2 separate regions of the Drosophila melanogaster genome follow, and region 2 is linked to region 1. A link is a contact called in public Hi-C data. All regions are on one chromosome and are shown on one strand. The core of a region is the stretch at or near the end of the contact, and the rest is flanking DNA. Distances in the headings are between cores, read along the strand shown. Region 1 holds the start of Jhbp2 (Juvenile hormone binding protein 2). Region 2 holds the start of jagn (jagunal).

Region 1 (3,233 bases), core at 491-2,990:
TTAATAATCTTGAAATCACCACAATTTGATATGGCACTTACTATGACTAACAGTATATAAAGACAAGTGCTCTAGAAATTTAAGCATGTGAAACAGTAGTGTGAAACTGCATGCTAAACTGTAGTGGGCTCTAAGAATGTGGTCTATATTTTAACGTACTGACTTTTTATACACAAACTAACTAGTGTAAATGTGTAATTGTAAGACCAATTCATATTCTTTCAAGCAATTCATTTCGCACTGCATACTTTTAGGCGCCGCCCCTACAGTGAAGGGCGCACGAAGTTGGCATACTGCCACCACTGTACATATTCATGGCCACTCTGTGCTTGACTCATTCATTATTGGTCTTATTTTTCATTCCATTTTCTTTGATCAAAAATAAATATAAATGGAAAAAACAAATTTTAATTTCAGTGTGGCAACATAAGAATGTTAAAAAAGCCACTGATACTTCTTTAAAGTTTATTATAAAATAATATTATTTACTTTGTCCGATGGTAAGCAAAACATATACTCAATTAGGCGCAGAATGTAATATTTCGTGTCTTCTACTCTTAGAGTAAGTAATTATCTACATGTTAGTTAGTTAGTTAAGCGCTAGTTAAACGCATAAGATATGATTTGTGCGTAAGCGTTCGGCATTTCATTAAACTATAATCGTATATGATTTTTAAGTGGACACTAAAAAGTCAAGTGTATAAGTCAATATAAAACTATGTTTAGACAAATTAGTTATATATTTAACTTCTTATTTGTTCTCGTAATTTGGAGCACTCCCGCACGAATCACGAGGCCCTTCCACCTCCAGTTTACAATTTAAATGCAAAACAGACAATGGTCAATAACCGGAATCGTTCCCAACAGTACACAAAGATCCCCGAAAGGTTTTGAAAGACAATTGCATTTCGTTTGGGGGCAAGTCACCATACCATCAATACCTCAACGCGCTGAGCAAATACACGTTTCTGAATTATTAGGGTTAACACACTCTGTGACTGGCTCAGTGCATGCTTTGTTATGTATGGATGGATGGATGGATGGATGGATGAATGGATGATGAGTGCCCAAAGCAGATTTGCCACCCGCCTCTTGGAAAGCTCGTGGTTCTAATCGCACCGCTTGACCTTTTGGCCACAAGTGGAAGTGCGGCCCACGAAGGGCTGAAAGGCAGCATAACAAAGAAATTCATCGCAATACTGGGCTAATACCGGCTTGTAGAACCGCTAATGATGGCAAGTCGCTCGGATGATTCATGACAGCCTCATTACCAGGCTGCAATCGCGGCTGTGGGAGGTTAGGCTCCGAGTCAGAGACCCTTTACACTTAACCTTCGGGCCTGCGGCCCCGGCAAAATTACTACCCGCAAATGTACACCGAGAAAAATCGTGAGGTAATGTAGTATTAGGTATTGGGCTATATTATCAAAACGGGAATGCAATCTGCGGGTAGTAAGAGCAGGGATATCCCATTTCATCCCATAGGCATAAATACTTACTTAAATCCAACATTTTTGGAAATATCTTTCAGACCTAAACCCAAACTCTAAATGCGTGTTTATATGTTATATGGAACTCAAAGCTTAAGGTCCCAGCCGACGGACTGTCTGCCCCACCGATTTCTGGGGTGTGGCAAGAAGGCCTGTTGTTCGGTTTCCCTTCGCCATCTCTTTCGCTGCATTTTCGCCAGCGCTTTCGAGCTTCTGGCTGGTTAAAATGGCTTGGACCAACGCAGGCCGAGCTCATTCCTCAGCCGAGTCGCGTGAAAGTTGGACGCAAAGTAAGCGCAGAGACGAAGAAAGCAGAAGACAGCAGACAGTCGGATTCTTTATTCAAGAACAAACAGTGAACTGGTTGGGGATTGGCTGTGTGACCCACTTCCAGACCGAGACCGAAGACAGAATTTCGGCCCCAAAGTGAAACCCAATCGCAGCTCGTACTTGGGCGCTTTAAATTCTATCCCGACTTTTTCACTTTCGCTCGTAAAGAGCGCGGGCTGCGTCATCTGGGCGAAATTAGCATATCCATATCCAAAAGCTGCTAATCAATTACGAAACTAGAAAAGTGAAACACAGAGTCCATCTTAGCCAACTTCCGTTTACTTGTACTTTCATGCAGACGAACCCGAAAAATGAGCGGAAAGATGGTCTTCATTGTGCTCGTCGCCGTGTTGGGCTCCACTTTTGCCCAGGAGCAGCGTAAGTAGTGATCAAATACTCGAAGTGTGATAAGTGATACCTATTTGGCTGAGCTTTCTAAGTTACATCACTTGCGACGACGACTTTAACTTTCCAGCCGGTCCTTGGACACGTCCACCGACCAACTTGGCCCAAGTGGCCTATGCATTTGGCAACAGCTAATTGCCCACCCTCAAAAGACGTGCTCCGGCAACAAAGAAAGTCGACTTGCGACGGATCTGGTCGGGTAGGTTCCAGAATGGCAATTGATGGCCACGATAACCTCGGTTAATAGTTCTGGCTTTGCAGTCACTTACCCGGTTCCATAAAGATCCCACTTAATGGGATTGACCTTGATTCAGTACTTTGCCGGCTAGCCTCTAAAAAACTCTACGTTCAAGTGCTCCGATTGTGCCATAATTTCTAAGAAATGCTCTGTACCAATCACAAGAGGTTTCTAACTCACATTGAGGGCACACTGTTTGGGAAACCTTCCCCCGAAACCCGTCATTATTATTAGTTTTCACACATCCCTCCCCACCACAACTTCGATAATTAACCCGGCCATAAACCTGTCGCCGGTTTTGTCCCACCCCATCGCATCCCAGCGATTCATAGTTCAGTCCGAACATGTTCGCAACGATCGTTGTGAGATCGGCAAGATAATTGTGAACTTGAACCCACGTCAACTGACGCATTCACCTGGGACATGGGAATCGCAATTACGGGAGGAAAGCGAATCTTCATTTTCATTGTGAGCCCTGTTGATTAATTCACTGGCCTCCGCCAGACAATGACATCCACGAACATGCAAAACATCACACATACATACACAGACCATTGCATTCGAAATGGACTCATTGTCTCACCACCCTCGAATTGGCCTTTCCAGCCTACTACCTGCAACAGTGCCCACGGGACGAGGCCCAGATAAACGAATGCCTTCGCGAAAGTGGCAACAAGCTGGTGCACTACCTGCAGAAGGGAGTGCCGGAGTTGGACATCTATGAGGTGAGCTGAAGATATGTTAAGACTCCAGACAACACGTTACTGCACT
Region 2 (3,233 bases), core at 444-2,943, 820 kb before region 1:
AAGCATGGCACTGTGCGGTTCGATGAATAAAATTCAAAATTAACGTACTGGCAAAAATGAAACGGTTTCGAAATTTGTAGAAAAGTGAACTAATTATCAACTAGGCGAGGAAGTAACCATCCGTGGACGCAAACATAAACTGATGTACGCATATTTTCATGTGTAAATATATATATAAAACGTTTCTAACAAACACGAGGCACGTCGAAATGTAAGTGAGCAAAAATGAAGTGATCTCTAGGTTGGTTTTCAGTTTTTATTCCGACTCGGGGAAATTTGGTGGCTTCAGTTGCTTCTTGTCTTTAGTTGACCTCACAAGGCTGCGTATGTGTGTATATATGTATGTCTATGTGTATAGGTGTACATGTGTATATGGATAAGAGTCTATTTAATCAATTTGAAAACGGTATCAACTAACTTTCAACTAACAATAACCTTACCGCCGACGCTTCGCTCAGTTTCGACCATATGTTTCCCTTCCTGTATGACTAAGTGTGCGATACCTTAACAGCTGCATAACTTTAGTTTACCATAGTTTCATTACGCTTTTGTGCACTAGTGTTTTGAGTTAGTTTCAAGTTTCCAAATTATTTACAACTAGCCCTGCATTCCGGCGTTTACTAGTTTGGCGAGTATTTAGATTACTGGAACTTGCGCGTGGCAGTTCTGGCCTTCCAGGCCTTGACCAGGTTGTAGGCGAAGTACAGCGTAAATCCGTGCACCTGGAAGCCCACAAAGCAGAAGGCATACCAGAAGACGCCGTACGGATAACCCTGTAGAAAAACCGAGGTTTAGTAGGGCGGCTCTTGAGGGATTAACTGGCCCAGCCACTTACGCGCCACACAAAGATGTCTGTCTCGTCCAGCTCCACCGACTTGTCCAGCGTGGCGAACTCCCACACGTCCGAGAAGTAGTAGGCGAAGCAGTAGAAGAGTGGCAGGATGGCGAATAGCAGTATGGCCACCATATACTTCTGCATTTCGCGCACCTTGTTGCCCCTGGCGGCCGAAAGGCCCAGGAAGGAGGTGAGCAACGACGCGGCCCACACGTACTCCCACCACAGGGGCGGTGGGACCTCCAGCTCCTCGATCTCCAGCACAAAGATATCCAGGTGGTCCAGAATGTCCGACGTCAGCTTGGCCAGCATCACGAAGAACAGCAGGGCGTGAAAGAAGATGCAGTACTTCAACCTGGACTTGTTCAGCAGGCTAAAAGAGCAGAGAAAGTGGTCGTTCAGTGGCGGATCTGTGTGGGTGAGCCCCATATTGGGGCGCACATGCTGCCCAGCTGGCACTTTGCCCACCCGCCCCCTACAGCAGCAAGTGGGTGGGTGCAGCAGCTCCAGGGTGCTCCGCCGCCCTGGCTGGACGCCACCTGCGATTCGGCTGCAGTAGGTGCCGCCTGCAGGTGGATCTACTGCCACAGGCGCCCCAGTAATTAGATAATTTCGAGTGTAGCTGAGAGCTGGCGATAGCACGAAGTGTTATTAACCTAATTTGATATGTGCCAGCTACGCGCTGCCTGAACTCGAAGTCGTTGCCATCGGTGCCCGCGACCATTGGTCCGCCGCGCGTTGCCATTTCGTTGCCTTCGTTCGTGGGTCGTGTCGTTCGCTCACGTCGTTGCTTATTTTTAATAAATAATTGCACAAAAAATAGGGCTGGCACTAGAATCGATGTGTGTGCGATACCATCGCTGCCACCAAAAAACTGGCGCACATCGATACGCTCCTCGCTACCATCGATTACTTTCGCTTGAAAGCATAGCAAATAACCGTTAGAAAGAGAGGGGAAATTCCGCTAAGTTTTAGAATGTTCATTTTCAGAAAGTCTGCCATGGAAACTATTAATACATCTGCATGGAAACTGTTTACAAAACATTAATTAAATTAAATAATTAGCCTTTTAACTGTATTAGCAACACGTGATTAGTCATATTATTTAATTATTTTAACTTATTCTATTACAGTTATTAAACAGTTATTAGTTTTAATAAAGTGGCAATGTGGTCGTGGTGACTAGCTCCGCTTAGGGAAATTTTAATTGGGAGGATGACTTCGCTAGGTGTGTAACCTCGCTAATGCTGTGTAGAATAAATGTGTTATACTTACATACGTAGAACTTCAGTTTTTCTCTAGTTAGTTTCGGCAGAATGTAGATAGATATTCGAACTAGTCGCAAATGAGAACGATTTTTTAAAGGTAATGCTGAGAGTTTAGCATTGCTAATCTGAAAAGTGGGCTGGTGAAAAATAAAACCAAACCTATTCTTAATGGCATTAATGGCACTTAATACTTTAATTTTCATATCTTTTTTGCACGATTTTAGAAAATGAGGGCTGGTTTTAATACTCCGATTGAAATCTTCCATCCATATGAGAATTATTTCTACTAAAAGTACAAACGCTAGACTAAAATGAATTGAATTGCATTCCAATTCCAATATGTCTTATAGACCAAATGGCAGAACTAGTAAGATTTAGTAATGATTAATGATTAATGAACGGGTCGCGATGAAAAATATTACTCGTAGATTAAAAAAGAAGTATTCTAGATTCCTTTTTCAACGAATATGTATCAGGTGAAAGGAAGTGTTTTTCGAGCCAATAAAGCATATATTGGTAAGGAACACTAGCCGAATCGAACTGGCCATGTCCGTCCGTATGCACGTCGAGATCTCAGGAACTACATATATAAGAGAGATTAATTTAGTTTTATTGCTATGTCAGAAAATGTTGAAATTCATGTTTGAACTTTCACTAGCAGAGAAAGGAGTATCTAATAGTCGGGGAACTCGCCTGTAGCGTTCCCTCTTGTTTTAGTTTCTCCGTACCTTGTTTTTGAATTTGAACTGCAGTTCCAATTTTTCGAAGCCAATAATGCCTAGTGCGTCAAGCCGAAATTATCATAATTGGGTGCAAGTGCTCTTTGATGGGATTATGCAAATTGGATGCAGCTTTGTGTCCCAATCAGTTTTCCAGATTGGAAGCAGTGGGTGTGTCCGGCGGACTTTCGGCGCTCTGTCAACTGGCCAGCACCTGTTGCACCGAAATCCATAAATCAATCTGCCACGAAACAAGAAACAAGCGAGGAAAAGCCAATCTGCGAAAATAGAGAGGGCGACGACGTTTAAAAATAAAATAATGAATTTCCCATTTCAACGCACTCTCTTTATGCTCGCTACGCTACAAAAGTCGAGCATTCGGCCCGGGTGTGTCATCAGTTCTACGGCGGT

What was found. A called contact is a pair of places that touch in the nucleus more often than the background predicts.
Region 2: a contact with region 1 is called in a Hi-C map of the Kc167 cell line, with 1.7 times the contacts expected there. The contact joins the promoter of jagn here to the promoter of Jhbp2 in region 1. A contact is called at or near these places in 2 of 107 Hi-C or Micro-C datasets (both in the Kc167 cell line).

The regions. Positions count from the first base shown.
Region 1 is chr3R:4,959,858-4,963,090 of dm6, reverse strand. Jhbp2 (Juvenile hormone binding protein 2) reads left to right here and starts at 1,740. Exons shown (of 7, transcript NM_141251.3): 1 at 1,740-1,779; 2 at 2,118-2,197; 3 at 3,069-3,187. The coding sequence starts at 2,131.
Region 2 is chr3R:5,777,775-5,781,007 of dm6, reverse strand. It overlaps jagn (jagunal), which reads right to left and starts at 1,693. Exons shown (of 3, transcript NM_169103.2): 1 at 1,492-1,693; 2 at 836-1,208; 3 at 1-773. The coding sequence starts at 1,580. The coding sequence ends at 642. It overlaps CG2082, which reads left to right. Exons shown (of 9, transcript NM_001260006.1): 1 at 1-144.